2 separate regions of the Sus scrofa genome follow, and region 1 is linked to region 2. The links are chromatin contacts, called in public Hi-C maps. All regions are on one chromosome and are shown on one strand. The core of a region is the stretch at or near the end of the contact, and the rest is flanking DNA. Distances in the headings are between cores, read along the strand shown.

What was found. A called contact is a pair of places that touch in the nucleus more often than the background predicts.
Region 1: a Hi-C map of skeletal muscle shows a contact between it and region 2, with 2.1 times the contacts expected there. The contact joins two enhancer-like sites. A contact is called at or near these places in 10 of 47 Hi-C or Micro-C datasets (alveolar macrophages, blood, embryonic fibroblasts and 5 more).

The regions. Positions count from the first base shown.
Region 1 is chr8:76,375,081-76,380,382 of Sscrofa11.1, forward strand. All of the region lies in intron 3 of TMEM154 (transmembrane protein 154), which reads left to right. LOC110262137 reads right to left here. Exons shown (of 7, transcript XR_002346729.1): 7 at 5,113-5,302. Among named protein-coding and RNA genes, the nearest start is that of TMEM154, 23 kb to the left of the region's middle. Within about 2 kb of position 4,046, at least 20 of the 83 cell types and tissues checked have an H3K27ac peak or open chromatin away from gene starts, as enhancers often do. A contact at or near this core is called in skeletal muscle, where this site is marked.
Region 2 is chr8:76,289,469-76,294,491 of Sscrofa11.1, forward strand. No RefSeq gene overlaps it. Among named protein-coding and RNA genes, the nearest start is that of TIGD4, 13 kb to the left of the region's middle. Within about 2 kb of position 3,598, at least 4 of the 83 cell types and tissues checked have an H3K27ac peak or open chromatin away from gene starts, as enhancers often do. A contact at or near this core is called in skeletal muscle, where this site is marked.

The DNA.
Region 1 (5,302 bases), core at 2,796-5,295, 86 kb after region 2:
TAAGAACCTGACTGCAGAGGATCAGGTCCCTGCAGAGGTGAGGGTTCAATCCCTGGCCCAGCACAGTGGGTTAAAGGATTGCAGCTGTGGTTCAGATTCAATCCCTGGCCCAGGAACTTCGTAGACCACAGGTGCGGCCATAAAATAAAATAAAAAAATTTCTTTTAAAAGAATGTTTTCAGCTTAAATTGAAATTTAAAATACACAGTTGCCACATCTGGACCTAATCTAGATGAGGGCTCAATGTAACATTTCCTAATTGTTGGAGGAAACAGTAAGGCTGGGGAAGCAGTGGGACAGATTGGAGTCAGGGGTGGGAAGGCGGGAGTCCTTGGGGTCATGGCCACGAGAAGGAGTCTTCCATCTGTGCTTTGTCACAGGTACTGTTCTCCCATTCTGCCGCATCCCAGTTTGATCTTGAAAAGCCCTGGGTAAAGCATTGTTTATTCTCATGAAAGTTATGCTAACTTTTAAAATGACATTCCTGATGGACTAAAGATGACTATTATCAATGTAAAACGAATTTGATAGAAAATTCCCTGGTGAGGAAGACTCTCTTCCAATTCCAGGACTATCAGATACTAGGTTTCAGAATTGTTCTAGAGCCAAAGCAGACTTGACATCTTTTGGTGTGTGCTAGGAACAATGACTCCAATTAGATTTTCAAGTTGAAGCCTTTTTTTATACCTTCCCCAAATCACTCAGGGGTGATAAGAAACATATTTATATGTGCATACAAAATGCAGTCTGTGTCCTTCACAGCCAGAAACAGGGCACCTCCGGCTTGGAGATCAGAAAATCCCGGGCCTGTGGGCCCCTCACTGTCCTTGCTTCTAAGCTCTCCTGCAGCTGTAAACAGTCGTTTTCCATTATGCCAGCAGGTAGGGCAAATGTGCGCTGGGAAAAGAGGCAGTGACGTGCATCGCCTTTCCTGGCGGGGGCTGGTGTAATAGATTCCAAGAAAGTAGGAAACCACATGTTTCTCCACTGTTTGCAATTTCACGGTGACCTAATGACAGCGGTCACGTGGAAGCTCCTTTGTAAGCTTGAGCAAAAAGCAAAAGCAGAGCTGCCTGACTTCTTTAAAAAATGTTTTTATTTTATTTTTTTGCTTTTTAGGGCTGCAACTGCAGCATATGGAAATTCCCAGGTTAGGGGTCCAACTGGAGCCACAGTTACAGCACCTCAGGGTCCGAGCCAAGTCTGCGACCTACACCACAGCTCACTGCAACGCTGGATCCTTAACCCCTGAGGGAGGCCAGCGATTGAACCTGTGTCCTCATGGATACTAGTCAGATTCTTTTCCACTGCGCCACAATCGGAACTCTGTTTGTTTTTGTTTTTAAGTAGGGAAAGTAAGAATTTCCTGCCCAAACCACAGCCTATAGTTGGTCTTCCCTAATGGAGTTATGAGGGTTGGGGGCGGGAGGGGGGGAGGTTGGGGTTGACTAGTCATATGGTTATGGTCTGAGGCTCCAAATCCAGAAAGGGATTCTTCATTGAACTTTATTTCAAGCATCTCAAAATTCAAAAGCCATTCATAAGCGAGAACTGGCCTCATCCCCAGACACGGCTGGTGTAGTATTTGCTGTTCCCTTTCCATGCTATGCTTATTTCTTTTGCCTGGAATTACCTTCTTGGTTGCTTGGTAAGCTGCCACCCTGTTCTTCCATGCCCAGTTCTAATAATTTTATGAAGACTTGAGTAATCACACCCCATGCCAAATTTTACTCACTGCCTCTTGACTGTGCTCAAACTGATTGTTTAGTTACACTGGCACAAGTTGGTGACTTCCCTTTTTCTTTTCTCTTTCTTTTTAGGGGTGCACCTGTGGCATATGGAAGTTCCCAGGCTAGGGGTTGAATCGGAGCTGCAACTGCCGGCCTACACCACAGCCACAGCAACACCAGATCCAAGTGGCGTCTGCGACCTACACCACAGCTCACGGCAACGCCGGATCCTTAACCCACTGAACGAGGCCAGGGATTGAACCCACATCCTCATGGATTCTAGTGGTATTTGTTATGGCTGAGCCATGGTGGGAACTCCATGACTTCCCTTTTTTTTACTTCCTTTTCTTACGAGGTTATGTTCTCTTTAAGGACCATGAGAACCATGAACTTGGCTTATTTCTCTTATCTAATTGCATGGCAGAAAGGTTGTGAGGAAAGACTCTGGTATGCTCTGCCTAGTTGGCTTTTGCCTTTCCTAACTTTGTGATCTATGGCTCCTCATCTGTAAAATGGGCAAATTCAGTACCTACCTTATAGAGTTGTTATGACAAGTGGATTCATCAATGTTAAGCACTTAGAGAAAACAGTACCCAGTATATTTTCTGTGTTAGCCAATTATTATTATCCTTTTGTTGTTGTTATCCTGCCCTGGGCATTTGGAAGTTCCTGGGCCAGGGATTGAACCTGCACCACAGCAATAATAATGCCGGATCCTTAACAGTCAGGCCACCAGGGAACTCCTTATCCTTTTATCTCACAGAGTGCCTAACCCAACACCTACATTAGCTGCTCAATACACGTTTGTCAAAGGAATGAGCTGATGAGGGAATTTTAGAACTTTTTAAACAGAGTACTAATTCAGTAAAAATCACCTCACCCATTTCCCTTAATACAGATTAGCACATTGCTTTTAACTTAAATATGCCTCACTTTAAGAAAACACAAATGGAAAACTTAGCATTTCAAAGCCATTGCTAATCACCAAAGCACTTGGTAAAGAAATCTTTCTGCGAATATTTTCTGTTGCTAGCCACTCCTTTGATACAGATACAGATGCTTAACTGATTAACACACGAATCTCTCTTCAGACAAATTGACAACTAAAAGGTTGACAACCACTGTCCTTTGAGGTTTGCTCACTCATATTTAACATGATAAAGCAAGTCAATAGAAAGAGAATATTTAAAGAGTTCCCATCCTGGCTCAGTGGTAATGAACCTGAGCAGTGGCCAAGAGGAGAAGGGTTCCATCCCTGGCCTCGCTCAGTGGGTTAAGGATCCGGCAATGCTGTGAGCTGTGGTGTAGGTCACTGATGTGACTTGGATCCCATGTTGCTGTGGCTGTGGTGTAGGCCGGCAGCTGCAGCTCCGATTGGACCCCTAGCCTGAGAACTTCCATATGCCGCCTGTGTGGCCCTAAAAAGCAAGAGAGAGAGAGAGTATTTAAATAAACGGAATTTGATTTAAATATTTTTCCCAGGAAAATAAAACTGTCATACTGGGTCAGGCCAGCATCTTTCTTGGAAAGTTCCCAGAGGAGTGTCTTGTGGCAGGGCCTGGATATTATCGATCAGGAATATTCTTCCACACCAGGAAATGTCTTTAAATTCGACAACTGGGGAGCACTTGGCCCACATGTGTAGAAAGAACACTTCACCTGCTTGGAAATTCACATTTTCCTTTAGGCCTGTCCATTCCACATCCAGGAAAAAGGAAGGCTGTAGAGTGACTTGAACTCTGTCATTCTCCCCAGGCTTGGAGGCTCACATCTGCAGTTATTCTTTAACAGGTATCAGGTGTCTGGATGGGCTGCAGGGGAAACAGCTGGCAGGGAAGCATCCCTTTAAACAGGCTGTGTCTCCAGGACACCTGGCTGGGCTGTGTCTCCACTCTGGCTCACTCTTTGGCAGAGAAACCTGATAAGCCAGCAGGTCTCCTGCTGGGCTCCCGCCCCATCCCCTGCCGCGCAGTTCCACCATCTGTAGCACGGAGGAGGGGAGCCTGGAGGGGGGGCCTCTTCAGGCTAAGTGGGTGTAACTTGGGAACTGAGGAGGAGCAGGACAGGAACTGGCAGGGCTGGGGGAGGGAAGAGGGCGTCAAGGGCAGGCGGAGGGTTGTGTGAGAGTTGCCTCTGCCTCCTGGTGCAGAGCGAGGAGGTGGCTATTAATGAAGAGACAAGGCAGGTGGAGTGGAGCGGGCAGGGCGGGATCGAAGAGGACAAGTAATTGGTCTCGCTCCGGGTTTAGTGCTGCGCGGCGTTGCGCTCTCCCAGATGTTGTCCGGTTGCCATGGCGGCGGGGCAGGGGTAAGGGCGGTGGAGCAGGGGAGCCGAGGCCGCAGGAGGCTTTTTGCTCTGTGTGAATACTGATTACAAGAGCTTCACATGTGGAGCACTTGTGTAATGGGCTTTTAAACTTCTCCATCCTCTGCATGCAGGGCTAGCTTTTGCTCCCCGGGAAGCCTGACAGCACCCAGATTAGCAAGATAAATCCACCGTGGGGCTGTGGGGCCATTTGTTTAGTGAGAATTTAGGAAGGGGTTATTAAACAGGGAAAGAAGGAGAGGAGAAGGCTGGAATGACAAAACAGGATTTCTATGGGTCACCTGTAAGGGAGGTTTGGTTGTATAGGGGCTTTATTTAGAGTAAAATCCCTTAAGGAAATAGCCGGTCAGTTTTTAGATGAAAAATGAATGTCTGTAAGTAAAGGAAGGTAAACACTCTCCCCTTTCCCCAATCTGGGTGCCCTGAGGAGTCAGGTATCTGCAGGAAGCTTCAGCTTCAGGGGTGGAGTGGGGCTTGAGGAGGTAACCCACAGCCACTGGAAGGGAAGCAGTGATGGCATGAAATTGGCAGCAGTGCCCAGCCTTCCTGGATGAGCAGTGCCGTTAAAGCATGCCAAGCCACAGGAAATTACAGCGGCTCTGGGCTGCCAGGAACTCTATTCCAGGTGCCTGCTGGTTGTGTTCCCTCGCTGGGGACCTGCCTTTCTGCCCTTCAGACAAAGGAGGCTTCTGATGGCCAAGGATCAGGTCAATCTGACCATTCAGTGGATCCCTGCAAAGTGTTTGTTGCTATGTGGTTTCCACATCCTAAAATGTGCAGTGGGGCCGTGGTGTCCACTCATAGGCCATCACTGCCTCGTTTCTCTGGGTGCCTTGGTTTCCCTGCCAAACAAAACAGAGCTTGAGCTAGGGCCCTGAGCTCTGATGCTTGCCACATGTTCATCTGGGGTCTGCTCAGCTTTGGAGTCATTCTGCAAAACTGTTACCTGACTCATCTCAATTAACAGCAACAAAAAGCAGGCTTGTTGGAAGTTTCTGTATTCTGAGAATGCTAAACCCAAAACCTCGAACATGAATTGAACCCCAGGGCTGGACAATGCAGATGAAGACCTGTTCATTTATTCCATAAATATTTACACAGTGTTATTGGGGACTGTGCAAGCTGGATGGGGAGGTGGGTATGTCACAATGAGCAAGGCAGATGGATCGCAGGGCTTGGGGAACTACGGTCAAGTGGGAGAGACAGACAAAAGAGAATTGAACATGGAGTTCCCGTTGTGACGCAGT
Region 2 (5,023 bases), core at 2,348-4,847:
GAGCACCTTGCTGAAATCATGCCGGTCTCAGCCCCCAGCACTCAGCAGAGCTTGTCCTCTTCCCCGGGTGAGCAACTTACCTTTCAATGGCCCAAGGTGGGGTGGGTGAGCCTTGAACACCTCTGAGATGGTGGCGGCAGCGAGGGAGAAAAATCTCCCCATTTCTGAAATCAGACCTAAACTGAGCTCATTGAAGATCCCTATCAACTGTCACCCTCCTCCCAACATGCTCTCCCCACAGTGATGAAAGCATTTCCTTTTTTTTTTTTTTTTTTTTTTTTTTTTGCCATTTCTTGGGCCGCTCCCGCTGGCATATGGAGGTTCCCAGGCTAGGGGTCTAATCAGAGCTGCAGCCGCCGGCCTACACCAGAGCTACAGCAACACGGGATCCGAGCTATGTCTGCGACCTACACCACAGCTCATGGCAACGCCAGATCCTTAACCCACTGAGCAAGGCCAGGGATTGAACCCACAACCTCATGGTTCCTAGTCAGATTCGTTAACCACTGAGCCGTGACAGGAACTCTGAAAGCATTTCCTTTACACTAATGTAAAGCATAACCTGGAAGGAAAGAACATGCTTGTGGAACAAGCAGAAAAGATCATCCTGTAAGATACAAGTCTGCAAAACGAGAGAGTACATTTCAGAGCCCTCTGGTGTCCTAGTGGGTTAAGGAGCCGGTGTTGTCACTGCTGTGGCTTCGGTCACTGCTGTGGCACAGGTTCGATTCCTGGGCCTGGGAACTTCCGCATGCGTGGCTTCGGCTACCAAAAAAAAAGAAAAGAAAAGTAAATAGATTTCGACAATCTCATATTAACATTCCTTTTTTATTTTTAAAAATTGTATTATAGTTGATTTATAATGCTGTATTAATTTCTGCTTTATAACAATGTGATTCAGTTATATCTACATACACAGATCCATTCTGTTTCAGATTCTCTCCCATGTAGGTTACTGAAGAATCATATTAACATTCTTTTTCGTGTGTGTCTTTTTAGGGCCAAACCCATGGCATATGGAGGTTCCCAGGCTAAGGAGTGAATCGGAGCCACAGCTGCAGGCCTACACCACAGCCACAGCAACTCCAGATTCAAGCCACATCTGCGACCTATACCACAGCTCATGGAAATGCTGGATCCTTAACCTTCTGAGTAAGACTAGGGGCTGAACCTGAGTCCTCATGTATCCTGGCCAGGTTCATCAACTGCTGAGCCACGAAGGGAACTCCCCACGTTAACATCCTTGATTCCCTCCCTGATGCTTCTCTACAAATATTCTGACTACTGTAAGGAAGCACAATAATTGAGTAATAACCAGGGTTCTCCTCATGCTTTGTTTTGAGGTGTGGTTTTTTTCGGGGGCAGCTTGAATTATGTTAGTTCAATGCTCTCAAATGTCTTCATTGGAAATTACCATCCTCCTTGGAATAAAACATTTTCAATATTATTGGGAAAAGGTGGATAATCCACGTGAATGCTATGTATTGAAAGGGTCAAGCCTCAAAAGGAGGATTTGAAAACACCTTTTGGAAGGAAAAAAACATGACAAAAAGGCAAAATAAATGTTTAAAAACAAATGACTGTCTAATAAAAAATATCCCCCTCTTTTTTTTCCCCCCTTGATCTGATATAGTAACAAGCCGTGTTGTTCTTTGTCAAAGGCCGGGGCTCGAGAAGGAAGAGGAAAATATATTTTAGGACACGTAAAGCACAGCAGATAAAATTCGTTCTCTAATTTTTTTTATCTTGGATCATTTCTTTGGTGTTTTAATCACATTCTGCAGCTATCCTTAGAACAGAAGACAGAATATATATTTTTAGAACTGTTCACTGTCCCCTCCAAATTCTGTTGGCACTTAAGTTGACCACTGTTCGCAGCTGGAGTGTCTTTCACTGCTTTGTGATAAAGTCATTAACGGGAGCAGAAGTCTTTAAAATTATTCACTGAAAACCTGTTTTTCTTCTCCACCTCCGCCTTATCTAATTAAAGAGAAGCCAGACTTCTTAAAAACGAACTTTATCTCACTTAATGCCGCTAGTTAGAAAATGATGCCTTTGATTTTTATTTTCTGTAAGAGCCTTTCCCACAAGCTCAGGCAACTGTTTTTTTTTTTTTTTAATTTCAATAATGTGTGTACTGTGCTCATCAGTTCAAAAACTTCTGCATCTAGGAAAGGCAGGGCTCCTAATTAACTGCCCAGAGAATGGTTTCACTGTGTGGGAACTGGGCAAGGAATTGTAGAGGGTTTTGTGAGACCTCAGGGAGATGATACTGTGTTGCTAATCAGGCAAATGAAAAAGGGAACACTTTTTAATGACTTAGCAGCCCACTCCTGTGAGGGCTCCAGATGTTCAAAGCTCTCAAGAGCAGCTCTAGAAATCCTTGTCAAGTTCCACAGGGCAATGGGATCTTTATATAAGCCAGCCGTACTACCGGTGGGTTTTGGGTTTTCTTCTCTCAATTTTGAAATTGTTAAAGGCACATTTTTTTGGAGTTGTTTATTTTGAAATTAGTGAAAAATGCATTGAAATATGAGACATACTTCAAATAATAGTAATTTGAAAGAATCTACATCTCTCCTATTACATGTGTGTGCTTGGATTTTTTAGCTTTTTTTATTTTTTATTTTTGTCTTTTTAGGGCCGCTCCCACAACATATGGAAGTTCCCAGACTAGGGGTCAAATCGGAGCTGCAGCTGCCAGGCTACACCACAGCCACAGCAATGCGGGATCTGAGCTGCATCTGTGACCTACACCAGAGCTCACAGCAACGCTGGATCCTTAACCCACTGAGCGAGGACAGGGATGGAACCCAAGTCCTCACGGATACTAGTCGGGTTCGTTACTGCTGAGCCATAACGGGAACTTGATCTTCTATTAAATTTAAAAGTAGTGGGTAACAAGATTACCTGTGTTTTTAAATCTCTTTTGATTAACAACCCCTTCTGAGAATCCAAATAAAGCTTTCGATTTTCTCCAGAAAAAAAGACATGCATATAAAATTTGCTTAAGATTTTTGGAGATTCACTATTAAGAAACCCTGCTTTGGAGTTCCCTGGTGACTCCAAAGGTTAAGGATCTGGCATTGTCACTGCAGTGGCTTGGATTCAATCCCTGGCCAGGGAACCAACTTCTGCATGCAGTGGGCTTGGCAAAAAAAAAAAAAAAAAAAAAAAAAAAAAAAAAAAAGAAAAGAAAAGAAAAAGAAACCCTGCTTCATCTTTCCACCATATATAAAGTCTTCATTATTAAAAGCTATACAAAATGTTAAAAAAAACTTAGTCTCTGAGGAGATTAAGCTAATATCCCTAATATCCCTCTTCTTCTGCAAGCACATCGAATAAATACTTAAAGTCATTTTACCGATAAATACTTAGAAAAATTTTAATAGAATTATTTTTCTAAACTTGTGTTTGAGTTGAGCGATTTGGACTTTTCACATTTTTTTTAACTTTCTTCTTTAAATGTTATTTTTACTAGCTTGCTTGTGTATTTTTATAAGGAATTAACTCCCCTTGACAAATCCAATTAATAAATAGAACTGTCTGAAGGTTTGGCTCTCTAGAAGCCAAACAGAGTCTGGAATTAGTCCCAGGATGAATCTCTGTCACCAGGACTTGCTCATGTGACACTCCCTGGTAGTGTCATCTAGTGAAGCATCTGAAACACAACGTTTAAAAACTGAACACTTCTGACCCCAAGCTGACCTCCTAGGAATGATGTCTCTTCTGTTTTCAGAGCAAAGAAAATAACGATTCAATCACAGAACATAATTAGTTGAGCTGTTTTGGAACTGGAAGGAACACTGTCACACAGGGGTAAAATATTATTACCAGCGCCTTCTGTGCCAGTGCATTATGTTAGACAGTGCAAGGGGAGAAAGAGGAGCTCAAGACCTCCTCCTGGAGTTCCCACTGTGGCGCAGTGGGTTAAGGATCCGGCATTGCTGCAATAGCAGCTGGAATTTGATCCCTGACCCAGGAATTCCCTCATGCCTTGGGTGCAGCCAAAAAAAAAAAAAAAAATCTCTTGAGTTTCCATTGTGTCTTGGCAGTAATGAAACCGACTTGTATCCATGAGGAGGAAGGGTTGATTCCCTGACCCCACGTAGCGGGTTAAGGATCTGGCGATGTCGTGAGCTGTGGTGAAGGTCGCAGATGTGGCTCGGATCTAGCGTTGCTGTGGCTGTGGTGAAGGCGGGCAGCTACAACTCCGATTCGACTCCTAACCTGGGAACTTCCATATGCTGCAGGTGCAGCCCTAAAAAGACCAAAAAAAAAACCCCCCAAAAAACGAAAAACCAAATCTCGTCCCTACTTTAGATTTTGCCATCTGTCAAAGACAGAATAAACACACTGGGTGATAAAACCCATTGTGTGCTCTTTCAAATCAGTGTGGCAAAAGAATTCCTAGAGTACAGGGCGTGAGCTTGGTGTGAGCTGCTATAGCCAGGAAGCTTTCCTGCAGAGGGTCCCAGGCCTAGGCAGGTGAAGTGCTGGGCAGTAAATCCAGACTGGAAGAATCCAGAGAGTTTTTTTGCAGAGGTGGGGTGGGGTGCATTGTTTTGTTTTGGCTATGCCTGTGGCCTGCAAAATTTCCTGGGCCAGGGATCGAGCACATGACACAGCAGCGACAACTTAGAATTGTTAACCAGGGAACTCCTGGAAGTTTTTTTGGTTTTTGTTTGTTTGGTTTTTGTCTTTTGCCTTGTCTTTTTTTTTTTTTTTTAAATATGGTCACAGCAGCAGCATGTGGAGGTTCCCAGGCTAGGGGTTAATTGGAGCTGTTGCCACCGGCCTATGCCACAGCCACAGCAACACAGGACCCGAGCCACGTCTGTGACCTACACCACAGCTCCACAGCAAGGCCAGATCCTTAACCCACTGAGCGAGGCCAGGGATCGAACCTCACAGTTCCTAGTCGGATTCGCTTCCGCTGTGCCACGATGGGAACTCCCCTCCTGGAGGTTTTTAATTTGCTATTTTCTGTGCTGTATATCAGGAAGAAAAAGTGTACATTTAC